3 separate regions of the Sus scrofa genome follow, and all the other regions are linked to region 1. A link is a contact called in public Hi-C and HiChIP or PLAC-seq data. All regions are on one chromosome and are shown on one strand. The core of a region is the stretch at or near the end of the contact, and the rest is flanking DNA. Distances in the headings are between cores, read along the strand shown. Region 1 holds the start of FAM172A (protein FAM172A). Region 2 holds the start of NR2F1 (COUP transcription factor 1). Region 3 holds the start of KIAA0825.

Region 1 (4,411 bases), core at 1,327-3,826:
GAGCTGCAGCCACAGCAACACCAGATCTGAGTCAAATCTGTAGGCCAGATTTGATGTCAGCGAGCCAGGGATCAAACCCACATGTCCTCATGATTACTAGTTGGGTCTTTAACCTGCTGAACCACAAGAACTTATGTCATCAGGTCCTTTGAACATTTTCGTTTTGGAAGGTCACCCAGTTTCAGGAACTCCAGCACTGCCATTCCCTGATATATGGGATAGATGTTCAGCCAGTATCTCAAAATTTCCATGTAGTTCCTCTTTTGGTGGTTTATTTCACACCATCTCACCCTGCTGATTAGTTTAGTTTGATTCCCCTTTCTTTATACTGGAGTTGCTTCTCTCATTTTTTTCAAAATAATTCTACCCTAGTGTTTCTGTCTCTAAAAAAAAAAAAAAAAAGATCTAAGCCCAGTACTTCAAAATGTGATATTATTTGGACATAAGGTCATTACACAGGTAATCAGGTTAAAATGAGGCTACTGGGGTGGGCCTTATCCAATATGACTGATATCCTTATATAAAGGGGGAATCTGGACACAGGGAACACTCAGAGAATTCCATGTGAAGATAAAGGCAGAGATTGGGGCAATGCATGTACAAGCTAAGGAGCACCAAAGATTGCCAGCAACCTTTCCCCAACCTCGCCCTAGAACCTAGGAAGATGCATAGAAAAAATTCTCTTTTATATCCCTCAGAAGGAACCAACCCTGCCTACACCTTGACCTTGGACTTCTAACCTCCAGAATTGTGAAACAATAAATTTGTTGTTTAAGCCACCTAGCTTGAGGTACTTTGTTATAGCAGCCCTAGAAAACTAATATACCCAACCAGGAACCAACATGGCTACTAGCTGCTGGGAAAACTTGACCATTATTATCACCTTACTTTGTCACTGCAGGAACCCTCAGCCAGTCTTGTCTTTAAATATTTCCAGGCAAGAGAGTTGGGAAATCCCCTTTAGGAACTCCATTTCTATAACTTACTGGCCAAGTACTCACTTCCCACCCCCAAAACATCTCTTACTGCCCTCTTCTTCGGTGGCAACATGGGGTCATATTACTCAAGATCTTAGGGACTTATGTAAGCAATTTTTTATTTAATTCCGTTTGAGTAGAGAAGCTCAAAGATTTTGAATAGGAAAGTAACAAATTCTGATTTGCATTTTAAAAGGACTTCTACAGTTTCCAATAGGAGAACTGCCTGCAGAGAGGTAAGAAGCATGGAGAGCAATTAAAAGACAATTAGAGCATCCCATGAGGACTAGAATAGTAGCTGCAGAGGTGGTGAGAACTGATTAGATTTAGGGTAATTTTTGAAAAAAGAGCCACCAATTTTGCCGATTGACTGGATGTGAAATGTGAGAGAAAGAAGAATCAAGGTACGACCTGAACAATTTTAAGAATCAATTTGCCATTTACTGAGATGCAAAGATATGCAACAGGAAAGGAAAACAGGTTTTGGAGATAGAAAATGCCGTTTGAGATGCATGTTAAATATCCTGGTAGATATGTTTAGTAAGAAGTGAGCTATGTCAGTATAGAAATCAAATAATCATTGCTGCAAACGGCTATTTGGGAGCCATCAGTATAGTAATGCCAATATAAAAGACAGTGAAGGGAATGAATGAAATCACCTGGAGGATGAAGGTTGCTAGAAAGGGTAAGAGATCTGGGTCACACTAACATCAAGAAATGAGGAAGAATCTAGCAAAGGAGAATCAAGAGTTCTGTGGAGTTCACAAAAGTCAAATGAAGAAGGTTTTTCAAGTTTCAAGAAGTAACATGTGATTAACTGTGTAAAATGCTGAATAGTTAAGCTAGATGAAGACTAAGAGTTGTCCCTCGGATTTATCAGGATTGTTTAAATTCCCAAATATCTACAAACTCTCTTTTCATCGTAACGAATAAACTAGCCAAGAGGTCTCACATTTAGGTATGCGTAACAAAGAGCTAGAGTTTATGCTTAACATCATGTACTCTGGACTTTGCCGGCCACTTAGGGAATTTTCATGGGTAATTTTTACTATCAGTGATTTCTGCCATAAAGGCTGAGTTTTGATCCAACCCCCTGTTAGCGATGTGACCATAACTTTCAACATCTGTTTTTAATCATCATGTTAGTATTCAGGAGGTAGGAAAAAAAGCAGGCTCAAGAAGCCTATGCCTCACTACCTACTTTATATAAGTTATAATTTAGAGGTAAATTTAATTTTCTAAATCTTAAGTCTCCCACCTCCTATGTCTTTTCTGGAGTTGAATGGATCAGGTGAAGGGGGAGAGACCATGAGAATGGGCAATTAGCTGCATGGGCTCCCGCAATTGTTTTTAAAATTCTGCTTGGAGAATGGGGCTTCACCGTAGCCCCATCCTTTAAAACTACCCAGGAAATGGTGTCCCTCGCCTTAAACGGCGAGGGAAAGGCGAGGAGAGCCCACATGATAAAAACTGGACAACGCTTACCTCCCACAAGTTCCTCTCTCCCAGCCTACCTACCGCCACAGGAACCAACCCACCGACCACGCCCCTCCCATTTCCGGCTTGTCGCGGCCGCCGCCGTCGCGTACGCAATGACGTTTTAGTCTCCTGCGGACCCCGGAAGTGCAACTCGAACTTGGTCGGGGCGCGGATCCCAAGAGGCAAAGTCATAACAACCGCACGAGGGAGTTCCACTGGCGAGCTGGAAGGCCACGCCTCCTCCCGCCTCCCCCCGCAGCCCTGCAGCTGGGGGCAGAGCTCAGGTAGGACCTGCGTTTGCCGGGTTTGTGAGCTCCGGGGGCAGGCCCGGGCCGAAATCAGAGGAAGAGGCTGGCCTTGTTTCATCTTGGGCGAAGGTCCCTGGCGATGGGGTCCCTGGCGCTGGGGCCGGAGACTGCCCGGAGCCACGCTGCGGTTCCTGCGGACAGCTCTGCCCTAAGTCCCGGACCCCGCTGATGGGGAGCTTCCACCTGACGTTTCCACTTCCTAGGCGGGAACACGTGTGTTCCCTAGATGAGTCTCCTTACAGTTGGACATACGGGGTTCTGGGAACCTAGAGATTGTAGCGTAAGGGACCTTCCTGCTTTCTCAGGTGGGGAGTATTGCAGTTCTCTGGTTAACGATATTTCTACAAATTATCATCACCTGCCAAAGCTTTGCCAGCAGTCGTTCGCTGCAGACGGAATATTAAAGTGTACTTATAGAATGCTATCAAAACTTGTAACATGCATGGGCGCTGGTGGAACATTTCACCGAGATGAATTCTTAATTGAATACTTTGGACTTTGAAGTAAAGTTAGGTGTATTTTGGAAACAGTCTTCTCTTTTCCTCATCCAAAGATTTAATATATTTTTCTGGTGCTCCAGAGTGTGTATCTGTTGTGCCAAATAATCGGTTACTTAATTTAGTGCTATATTTATTGGTAAGCACTATTGCTGCGTTTGTTTGTTTCTCCAAATCCTCTGAAAAATTGCAGAGGGAGAATCCTGTAGTTTTCAGGCTAGCAAGTGCCTTCTACTGTTTATCAAATGGGTGCAATGTGATGCAATCTATGGTATCCTTTTGTCTTAAAACAGTGTAACAAGTATATTCTTTGTGCTTACTTTTTTTATTCCTCATTGAGAGGGACCTATATATTTCATTTAATGTATTGAGAAGATAAGTCACAGAATATTTTTTGGACATACTGGTACCATGCTTCTATCTGGCTTCTTAACTAGGTGTTCCACTTAAGAGTAAAACCTAAGCAAGGGAAGCTCTGGCTGGCTTTGAGGCAGTGGCTGCTGCAATTCTGGTAAATGGTAGAATAGTACCAATTTCAAGAGGGCAGTATGACCTGTGACGTTGTGAATATCCATCTATTCATTCAATTATCATATATTTATCGGCCACCTTCAGTGTGCCAGGTCATGTTCTAGGTGCTGGGCTTACAGTAGTGAACAAACAGGCAGTCTTTGTGCTCCTGAACTTTACATTGTGGTGGATAGAGAAGCACAGTTAGCAAGTAAGTGTAGCAAGTAGTGATAAGAGGTATGAAGAAAAATAAAGCAGGTTGAAGGGTGACAGAATGATGAAGCATGCTGTTTTATGTCAGTCAAGATCAGCCTTGCTGATGATAAGAGGACTTTTGCCTAGAGATGTGAATGAAATCAGGGTGAGCTCTGTGGGTATGTGGGCATGTGTTTGAGGCTACGAGAAGGCCCTGAGGCTGAAATATGTTTGGTATATCTTGGAATGGCGTGGATGTAGGCATGGAGGCATCAGTGTTTAACAGTCTCAGGAATATTTATACAGTGATTTGTGTGAGCATGAGGGATCTTATTTATTGACAGCCTATTTTTTTTTAGCTTTCCCGGACAGACCTCTAAGAGGAGAATCTGTTGTTTTCTGATATATAGAAATGTTTCCAAGATTTTCATTAGCACTAACAAAA
Region 2 (4,411 bases), core at 1,206-3,705, 450 kb after region 1:
TTGAACTTACAGTAGCCAAACATTATTGAAAAAAGTGGGAAATATAATTAATGTCTGTCCTGCGCGGTGCCACTGCAACCTGCAGCCAGCTTTTGCCCAGTGAATGCACGAGCTTGCAACTGCAAAACACTGGATTCATTAACCATCTGAATGCAAAACGTAAGCATGCTTTGAGTTCTTAAAGCTGACCAAAGTTTTTTTTTTTTTTAATGTGTATGTTTTACTTCAACAGTGCCAGCGTTTTAAATTGCCATGTAAACAAAGACAACTTTAGGAAAAGTTAGGGCTACTGAACTCTCCCCCAAACAAATTAATATAGATATGTCCATGTACACGTAGCTATCTCACTTCAGGTTGTATACTATTTTCTTAAGTTTGCTTTGATTCTAATTTTAATGCAAGTCCCAATGCAATTTAAGCTCTTGAGACATAATGGCTAGAATACTTTTTTCTAATTATAGTTTTGAACTTGGCAGTTATTTTTCAATTAAATGAGAATACAATTCAAAGTTTTTTTTTTTTTCAGATGCCTACAAAATCTCCCTGGAGCTAGAAATGAAGTCATCATATTTGCCTTTTCCTTGAGGTCTGAAGGAATTCAATTTCTTTTCTTGTGGCATATAAAATATAATTTTAAAGTCAATTACAAGAAGGAGTAATCTGCATTCTGCAAAATTGACTGGTTCGCTAATTTGACTATAAGACATCTTTAATGATTGTCAGGAGATAAACTTTAACTGTAAATGGCTAGATATATTTATAAGAAAAGTGCTGCATCTCTTGCCACATGAACATGAAGCATATCTAAATACAACATCAAAAGTTGTGTTAAAAGAAACCAAATCCATACAACACAGGGATTAAATGATGTGGAAGCTCATGCCAGCTGCAGTCTATGCATTATAGCCAAATCAGAAGGATCGGTAAATGCCGCTGTAAATTGTAATTTGTATGCAGTATTTAAGCAGAGGGTGGAGTTTGATGAAGAAATAAAACGAGTATCATGCTTTAAAAAAAAATGACACACTATGAAAGCACGGTTCAGTCACAAACTTTCCTTTCAAAGTAGAGGGGTGAAAACAAGGCCACAGCTCTGGAGGAGGCGGCCCCAGCTCGGTGAAGAGGAGAGGGAACCAGTGAACAGGCCAGAAGCCCCCCTTCCCCCCTAATTAGACCTACAAGTGCAATAAATCTCACTCCTCTTTTCCCAAGCTAAGCTTCCAAAAGGATGATGCAGTAATGAATCTATGGTTCAGAGTACTCCAGTCTCCAGCCCTCCCCCATTTTAAATAAAGGGCATGAAGAGGTGGAGGGAAAAGTGGAATGAAAAAACACAGAAACAGAGTTTTCTGGGGGAAAAAGCACCCCTCCCCAAGTACATGCCAGCACAGCCCCGAGCATCCTCACGCACACGCGGGAAAGAGACACACACCGAGCACATCCAAGACAGAGGAAGGGGATTTTAAGCCACAGCTCACGATCCCAGGGACTCAATCCTGAGCAGGCAGCGGGCGGGGTGGAGGAGCCGGGGAGTGGAGCGCAGGCCGGGAGGGGGAGGCAGCGGCAGCGAGCTGGGGAGAAGGGGGGGGGACGCCGGGGGAGGAAGGCAGCGGGGACAGGGGAAGCTGGGACGGGCCGGGACCGCAGGAGCCCCAGCCTCATACAGCAGCCACCCCCGCCGGAGAGAGAGAAAGAAAGAGGGCCGGGGAGGCGGGCGAAGCTCAGGGAGAGAAGCACAGAAGAAATATTCACCTTCCCGCCTCATGCCCACTTTGAGGCACTTCTTGAGGCGGCAGTATTGGCACTGGTTGCGGTGATGCTGGTCGATGGGACAGTTCCTGTTGGCACGGCATGTGTAAGTTAAGTTCCTGCGGACGCTCCTCTTGAAGAAACTTTTGCAGCCCTCGCAGGTGAATTGGCCGTAGTGCTTGCCGCTCGACTTGTCCCCGCACACCACGCACTCGATGTGCTGCTGGCTCTGGCCCGAGCCAGGCGGGCCCTGGCCCTTGTCCCCTGCCGTGCCGGGGGTGGCGGGCGCTCCGGGCTGGCCCGGGGTCTGCGGCGTGTGCGGCGCGCCCGAGCCCGCCTGCTGCTGCTGCTCGCCGGCGCCGCCGCCGCCGCGGGCCGCCTGCGCTGCGGGGTTGGGGCCGCCGGGGTTGCCCCCGGCCACGTCGTCCTGCGGATCTCGCCAGCTGCTAACTACCATTGCCATATCTTTGGGCCCGGGGAGCGCTGGGGGGAGCCGAGCTGCTCGCCGAGGGCCGTGGGGCGCGCGGGCGCGCTGGGAGGGGAAGGGGAAGGGGAAGGGGGGAGGGGGAGGGGGCGGGGGGCCCGCCCGGCGCCCCGGGGTCGCGGGAGCGGAGCCCGAGCCGGGCACTGGCCGCTGCTTCTGCCGCCGCCGCCGCTGCCGCCGCTACTGCCTCGGCCGCCCCGCTGCTGCTGCGCGCCCGCCCGCCCTGCTGGCGTTTTGTTGTGGTTCCTGCTGTTTTCTTTCTCTCTTTTTGCAGCCCCCCAGGCTCTCAGGCTCCCCCCCCAACACCCCTGCTCCCCTCGCCCGCTCCCCCCGCGCTCTGATCCTGGGGGGCCACGCTCTCCTTCCCCCCCTCCCCACCCCCCCCAGCGACCAAGCTCCCTTCTCTCGCTTTTTTCTTCTTCCCCAAGTTGCAAAATCAGAAATGGCACAGGCGGCAGCCGGGAGCGGCGCGGGGCGCAGCGCCGGGGGCGGCGGGCATGGGCCACGGCGCGCGCACACACTCACCCTCCGCCTCGCCCGCACCCCCGCGCACACACACACTGGCACACACACTCGCTCACCCGCGCCGGGCGCCCGCCCGCCTGCCGGCCGCTCGGGCTACGCGCTGCGCGCCGGCGGAGCAGACATAGAGGAAGCGGGCGAGGGCGGCGGCGGCGGCGGAGGAGGAGGAGGTCGCGGCTGCCGGCGCCTCTGGAGCTGCCGCCTCAGCTGCAGCGCCGAGCGCCGCTGGAGGAGCCCGGGCCCGGGCCGGAGTCCGAGCTGGAGTCGGGGCTGCAGCCAGAGGAGCGCGAGCCCAGGTCGGGGCCGCCCGCACCGCCGCCGCTGTCCCGGCGGGAGCCCTCGCTGGGCTCGGGATTGAGGGGAGCGCGGTGAGCCGAGCAGGGCGCGGGGCGAGGCTGCCGGCGGCGATCAGGGCGCGCTGGTGTCGGGGGGCCAGGTCCAGGGCCGGACGCAGCCAGCCATTCAGGAAGGCAGCGCTGGAGAGCAGAAGGCAGCCAGCGAGGAGGATCACACACTTTGCTCTTTTTGTTGTGCGGGTGGCGCCGGGCTCTCGCTGCCTTCTTCTTTCGGGAGGTGACAGAGGGAGAAAAAAATACGAGATAATTCACGCCGGCGACGATTTCACAGCGAAATAGAAAAAATAAAAATCAGAAGAAAAAGAATTGCAAAAAAAAAAAAAAAAAAAAAAAAGCGAAAGAGACATCCAAAGTAGGTCGAATAAATAATCCTCTTCTTTTCCTCTTTCTTGCTCCTTCTTCTGCTTCTTCTGCTATAACACACAGAGCTAGTTAAAAAAACCCTGGAGATCGCCCAAAAATGTTCTTTTTTTAGTATTTTAAATAAGTGCTCTTCAGCCGGGAACCAACACCCTCCCTCCAAAAAAAATCATATATGTATAAAATAACGATAAGAAGAATACGAAGGGGGTGCCTCCTCCTCCTCCTCTTTTTTTTTTTTTTTTCCCTTAAGTTTAGCCCTCACTCCTCTGCAGGAATGGAGTAAAAGAGACAAGGAGGAGGGAGAAAAAGGAAAGAAGAAGAATACGGTGGAAACAACTAATAGAATATGTAAGAAAAGGGAAAGAGGAGAGAGAGAGGGGGAAAAAAGAGAGAGATTGAAAGAGAGAGGCGGAAGAGAGAGACAGAGAGAGAGAGAGAGAGAGGGAGAGAGAGAGAGAGAGAGAGGGAGAGAGAGAGAGAGGGAGAGAGAGAGAGAGAAGAGAGAGACCCCAAAATTGAATGCGTTTAAACGGGAGGACTCGCAGAGCAGTGTTTCCGAAAGGGGGATCTGCGCGAATGTCTGTATATAGTGAACTTTGACACTACTATTGAAACTGACACGTTTCTATGGAGATCGCTGCCTTATATGGAGCTCGTGTCAAGGAGCCAAGAGAAGGGCTGCTGGCAACTGATAATCAAAGGCGACTGACTGGTCAGAGCCCTGAATCGGGGGGGAGAGAAAATGGGAGGCTAAGGTTAGCCAAGCCTCCCGCACGCCATTGGTTGGAGAGCCCCTCCCCCCTCCTCTTTTCCTTTCTTTCTCCCCCCCCCCTTAGCTACCTACAGACGGGAATGGCGTAGAGAGGAGGAGAGAAAGTGAGGGAGGGGGGTGTGCTTCTGACAAGCGCAATTTACATTGAGATCGCCCTGCGCTGCT
Region 3 (4,411 bases), core at 527-3,026, 400 kb before region 1:
TTTTCTATTAGCATATTTAAGGAGAGTCAATTATAAGAGTAACTTAAGATCCATCTTAGTTGTATTTTTGAGAAAGGTTCTTCACTTTCTTTAGGTTTTATTTTTTGCAGTCTATATAGAATTACTGATTTTTTTTAAATGTGTTGCTTAAATAGTGAAAAGACTATCTCAGAAGAATCAAAGAAACACCACATAGTTAATAAAAGTATTCTATTGGTTTTCTTAAAGGCAAGGTTTTCAGACATGAGTGAAAATTTTCGACACCTATTATGAAATCTTCAGCATTCTGAATTGTGATTATGAAAAATAACATACTTGACCGCCTTTTCGAAGACTGTTTCACAGGCTTTAGGGAAGCAAAAAAATATTAAATCATATAATTGAATTTCCCTTAAATCAATAAGGCAAAAGAAAAATTTACATTTAGAAAACAGACCTAACAGGAGCATATTTGTGTTACTGAAGGCTAATTTTCTTCACAATAAAAACGTACACAAGTATTAAAGTACCTTAATTCATTTAAATTTAGAATACTGAGTTAACTTAATCATAATCAAACTAACTCGTTATAAAAGCGCACCTCAAGCTATTAACTTATGTAGGAACACCTGCAATACAGGTTAGTCAAACTTGCTTAAAATGGGAACATCTTGCACATCAATAAGTACTTCTAGGAAATGAGGCATAATGTAATAACATAAGCCCAAAAGTTCATGAGGTGCAGAGTCTGTCACACGTACACTGTAAATTCAGTTTAAATTTTCATTCCTAATGTCTTAAAAGGAATTTTTTTCCGCTTTTTTTTGATATAGCACAGTCATTCGTCAAAGAGGTTGGTGCTACCAAAATCAAGCTCCATCTAATTTCTGGGTCAAATCCTGCTATGGAGTACTCAAAGTAGATTAAGATTTTGTCAGTATTTAATCAGACGTTTGGGAAGTGGAAGAACTCTCAGGACAACCATAGCCATGTTCCCAGACTTCAAATGGCTAAGATATTAAAATCCCTAGGAACAGAGATAGACGTGTATGTGTGTGTGTGAGAGAGAGAGAGAAAGATTGCGTGTGTGTGTTTGAAGGCCTAGAGCAGCCGCAGTTATGTTCATTACCATTTGGGTAAATTTAAAATTCTACTAGGGAAAAAAGAATGACAACATTTTCCTCGTCACAGGAAGGTGGGCCTGGGGTATCCCAAACACCTGCACTGACGCTGAGTTATGGAAAGCAGCCAAGAATCTGGGACTCAGGGAGAGGCGTCCCAGTCGGTTCTATGGAAACGAGAGACGCGAGTGGCCTAGTGCAGTCTTGGCAGGAAACCCAACTGCGGAGCTGCGCAAACAGGAGGCGGGGGAAGCCGCTGAGCCCCGCACTGCAGAGGCGCTCGGCTACCGTCCCCGCTGCGGCACCGGGGCGGGGTCTGCGGTCGCAGCTCACCGACGCGGGCGCCAAGCGCGGCGACTCGGCCGAGAGCGAACAAACGGCAGCTGAGGAAAACGCCAGAGGCAGGCGCCGCCGCCGCTCACCCCGGCCCCTTCCCAGCCTCACAGCCGAGAGGCGCAGAAACTTCGAGGGCACGGAGGAAACATCCCTACAGAGTCAGGGTACACCGTGTCTTCCGAGCTGAGGCCCTTTACCTTCCCGGCCGGAGTTTCTGGGCTGCTTCCTTCGCGCGGCGGCGGGGACAAGGAAGACGACAGCCGCTGCAGCACTGGCTGCTTCACTAATCCGGGCTCTGGGAAATAATTTCCCGCCGCGCGCTCCGCGCCCCCGGAAGCTATTGCGCCATTTCCGGGTGGTTGTTAGTGACGCTCTCCAGCGGTCGTCAGGGCGGTCTGAGAAGGGTGCAGGACTTGATTATTGCTGGCGAGTCAGGGCCCTGCTAGATCAGCTACGAAGGTGGGAGACTGGTGAGTCATTTTTCTGGGTTACCTTTTGGGCCTGGTACTTCCGGCCTCCCGGGGCTCCGTGCAGCATTTCGGCCGGACCAATAAGTGAGCGGGAAAGGATTGAACTAGGAGCCCCCATCATCCCCGTGGGCTCGATCCTCTGTTCTGTTGGAGAAGGCCTTAAGATCCCAACTTACCGTCTTCTCCCCTCGCAGCATTTGTCTCCAACTTGGAACTTGACCTCGGCTCCCGAAGTGCCCCTGGGCAAGGCCAAAGACACCTTGTACCGCTACTCGGTGTAGCATCGAGTCTCCCAACCAATGATCAAGGGATGTCCATACTTTCCCATTGGCCACTCTAGATTTTCCGGAGGTGCTTTACCATCCTTTTTCTGAGTACTCTTGGCATTACGCTGGAGTGCAATTCGTGGGAGGAGGCTGCTAGTCGGTTGAAGTGGACACCTTGTATGTTTTGAAAGTGGGATGAGGGGTTCGTTCCTGATTTAGAATTAATTCAGCTGTCCAGGCGCAGTTTGAAATAGGTGAGAATAGTCTGTTTATCTGGCTGCTATGAGCTAATGAGATAGGAGAACAAGTTTAGAATTTCATACATGGGCTTTAGATTTTAATCCTCTGTTAATGAGTTTGCAGAAAGTAGGTGTGCTTTCAGAAAGGGCTGCCCCTGCTCTGCTCCAGGCTTCCTTAGTTAATGAGGGATTCAGGAGAATTTTAGGTGGAGGTCTGCGGTTGAATAGTTTTAAAATGAAATTGCTTCCGACGAAGGAATAATGTAAGGAAAGGTGCTCATTTGGTGGAAGATTTTAAAAATGTGATAAAATAATCTTGGCAACTTCTCTCTTTTTTTGAGTAATGCAGTTTCTTCAAGTAAGTAGTTTACACTCTCCATCTTACATTTAAGTAATCACCTGTTCCATAAAACGCAGCTGCTTGGTTTTTTTTTTTTTTTTTCTTTCTTTCTTCCAAAACAGCCAGTTCCAAAGGGAGTTCTAAGGATAACTCTACCATAAAAATAAAAAAAAAAAAATACATTGTGTTCCAATCAAGGACCCTGATGCACCAGGCAAATGCCTTGTTATTTTTTGAGAGTAATTCGGCCATATTTAGGACAAGTTCAACTCCTTGTTGATTAACAATTCAAACTTTCATCATCTCTTCATTTGTTCTCAGTTTTGTCATTTTTATTGAATCTTGGTGGTCCATTCTTCAGCTGAAAGGATTATAAATCCTTTAAGGGAGGTTACATGTTTCTATATACCAGCTAGTTTTTAGATAGGTAATAGGGTGTTTTTTTGTTTTATCATTGCTCTTGATTTGTGACATCTCCTTTCAAATTAATACAGCCAACCGCTAACACTAATCACAAATAGTCACTGTCTGCCACACACTTTACATTTATTATCTTAAACTTACTGCCATTCTACAAGAAAAGTCATTTATCCCTGTTTTGCAAACATTTTATACCAAGGCTCAAAGACATACCCACAGATTATACACTTAAATGGCAACTGAGATTTGAACCCAGTTTATCTGAATCCAACCCTTGGCTCTTTTTCATGTGCTCTATACTTCCTCTCGTAAATAGCCATAACGGAATCATTCTTTTCACTCTCAGGTAAAATAGGATAAGTAGTAAATCACATTCAGAAGTCAAATGGATAGCAAAACTTGAGTATAAAGAGATTTAAGGAATGTGTAAGCAATTAATTCCTTAATGTGTTAATATTAAGGGATGTGTTAGGGAATTTAAGGAATCACAATAAGGTAATTTTCACATATACATAATCCAAATTCTTTTCTGTATTGATCCTAGGCCAGTTTTATCATCCTAATTCAAATCAAGCAATCTAGAGACCATTAGTATATTAGTGACTCTAAGTCTAGAGTATCAGCTATCTATTTAGGCAGCTTCTATTTGTGTGTCTATGTAAAAACAGAGAAAATGAGTGATGAGTACAAATTCATAGAACTGAACTTTGTGATGCTCTCTAAGGAATTATTATCCATTGGCTGTTAGCAAAACCATTCTGTTTCACTCGTGTAACCCTCAGAGAGATGGTCATTATCACACATTTTAAGAGACTATGCTTAACTAAACCTACCCCTTCCAATATTCTATTGTATGTAAAGAAATATAAATAGATTGTCAGGGAATTTACTTAAAGTCTAGTTAAAGTAACTAGTACTAGAAATGATATAGAAATTATAAACAGTATTTCGTTTTGCAGAAAAAAAAATACATTTAATTTCAAATCCTTATGTCCAGTGTTGTATTGACTTCTATGTGAAAGATATTTGCTTTGGATGTCTCACAGGTAGATCTCAGTAATAACTTTGTTTTTGATCAAATTTCAGGGCTTATGAAGGTTGAGATTACATCTGTTTTGTTCATCTCATAACCAGCATCTCACACGGTGCCTGGCATGCAATAGGAGCTCAACCAACATTTATTTAATGAACAGTTCCTTTTAAAAATGTTATTTATCTACAGAGAAACATTTGTACATGT

The links. Hi-C and Micro-C count contacts between places; a contact is called where the count stands out from the background. HiChIP or PLAC-seq counts read pairs in DNA pulled down with a chosen protein or histone mark.
Region 2: a contact with region 1 is called in a Hi-C map of skeletal muscle, with 2.5 times the contacts expected there. The contact joins the promoter of NR2F1 here to the promoter of FAM172A in region 1. A contact is called at or near these places in 2 of 47 Hi-C or Micro-C datasets (fibroblasts and skeletal muscle).
Region 3: a contact with region 1 is called in an H3K27ac HiChIP or PLAC-seq map of alveolar macrophages. The contact joins the promoter of KIAA0825 here to the promoter of FAM172A in region 1. A contact is called at or near these places in 1 of 5 promoter capture datasets (liver) and 2 of 2 datasets of contacts at active chromatin or transcription factors (alveolar macrophages and skeletal muscle).

What each region holds. Positions count from the first base shown.
Region 1 is chr2:100,891,759-100,896,169 of Sscrofa11.1, reverse strand. It overlaps FAM172A (protein FAM172A), which reads left to right and starts at 2,576. Exons shown (of 11, transcript XM_013994983.2): 1 at 2,576-2,740.
Region 2 is chr2:100,445,705-100,450,115 of Sscrofa11.1, reverse strand. NR2F1 (COUP transcription factor 1) reads right to left here and starts at 2,455. Exons shown (of 3, transcript XM_003354213.4): 1 at 1,753-2,455. The coding sequence starts at 2,212.
Region 3 is chr2:101,289,348-101,293,758 of Sscrofa11.1, reverse strand. KIAA0825 reads left to right here and starts at 1,776. Exons shown (of 20, transcript XM_021085379.1): 1 at 1,776-1,906. The region is part of intron 2 of SLF1 (SMC5-SMC6 complex localization factor protein 1); the gene reads right to left.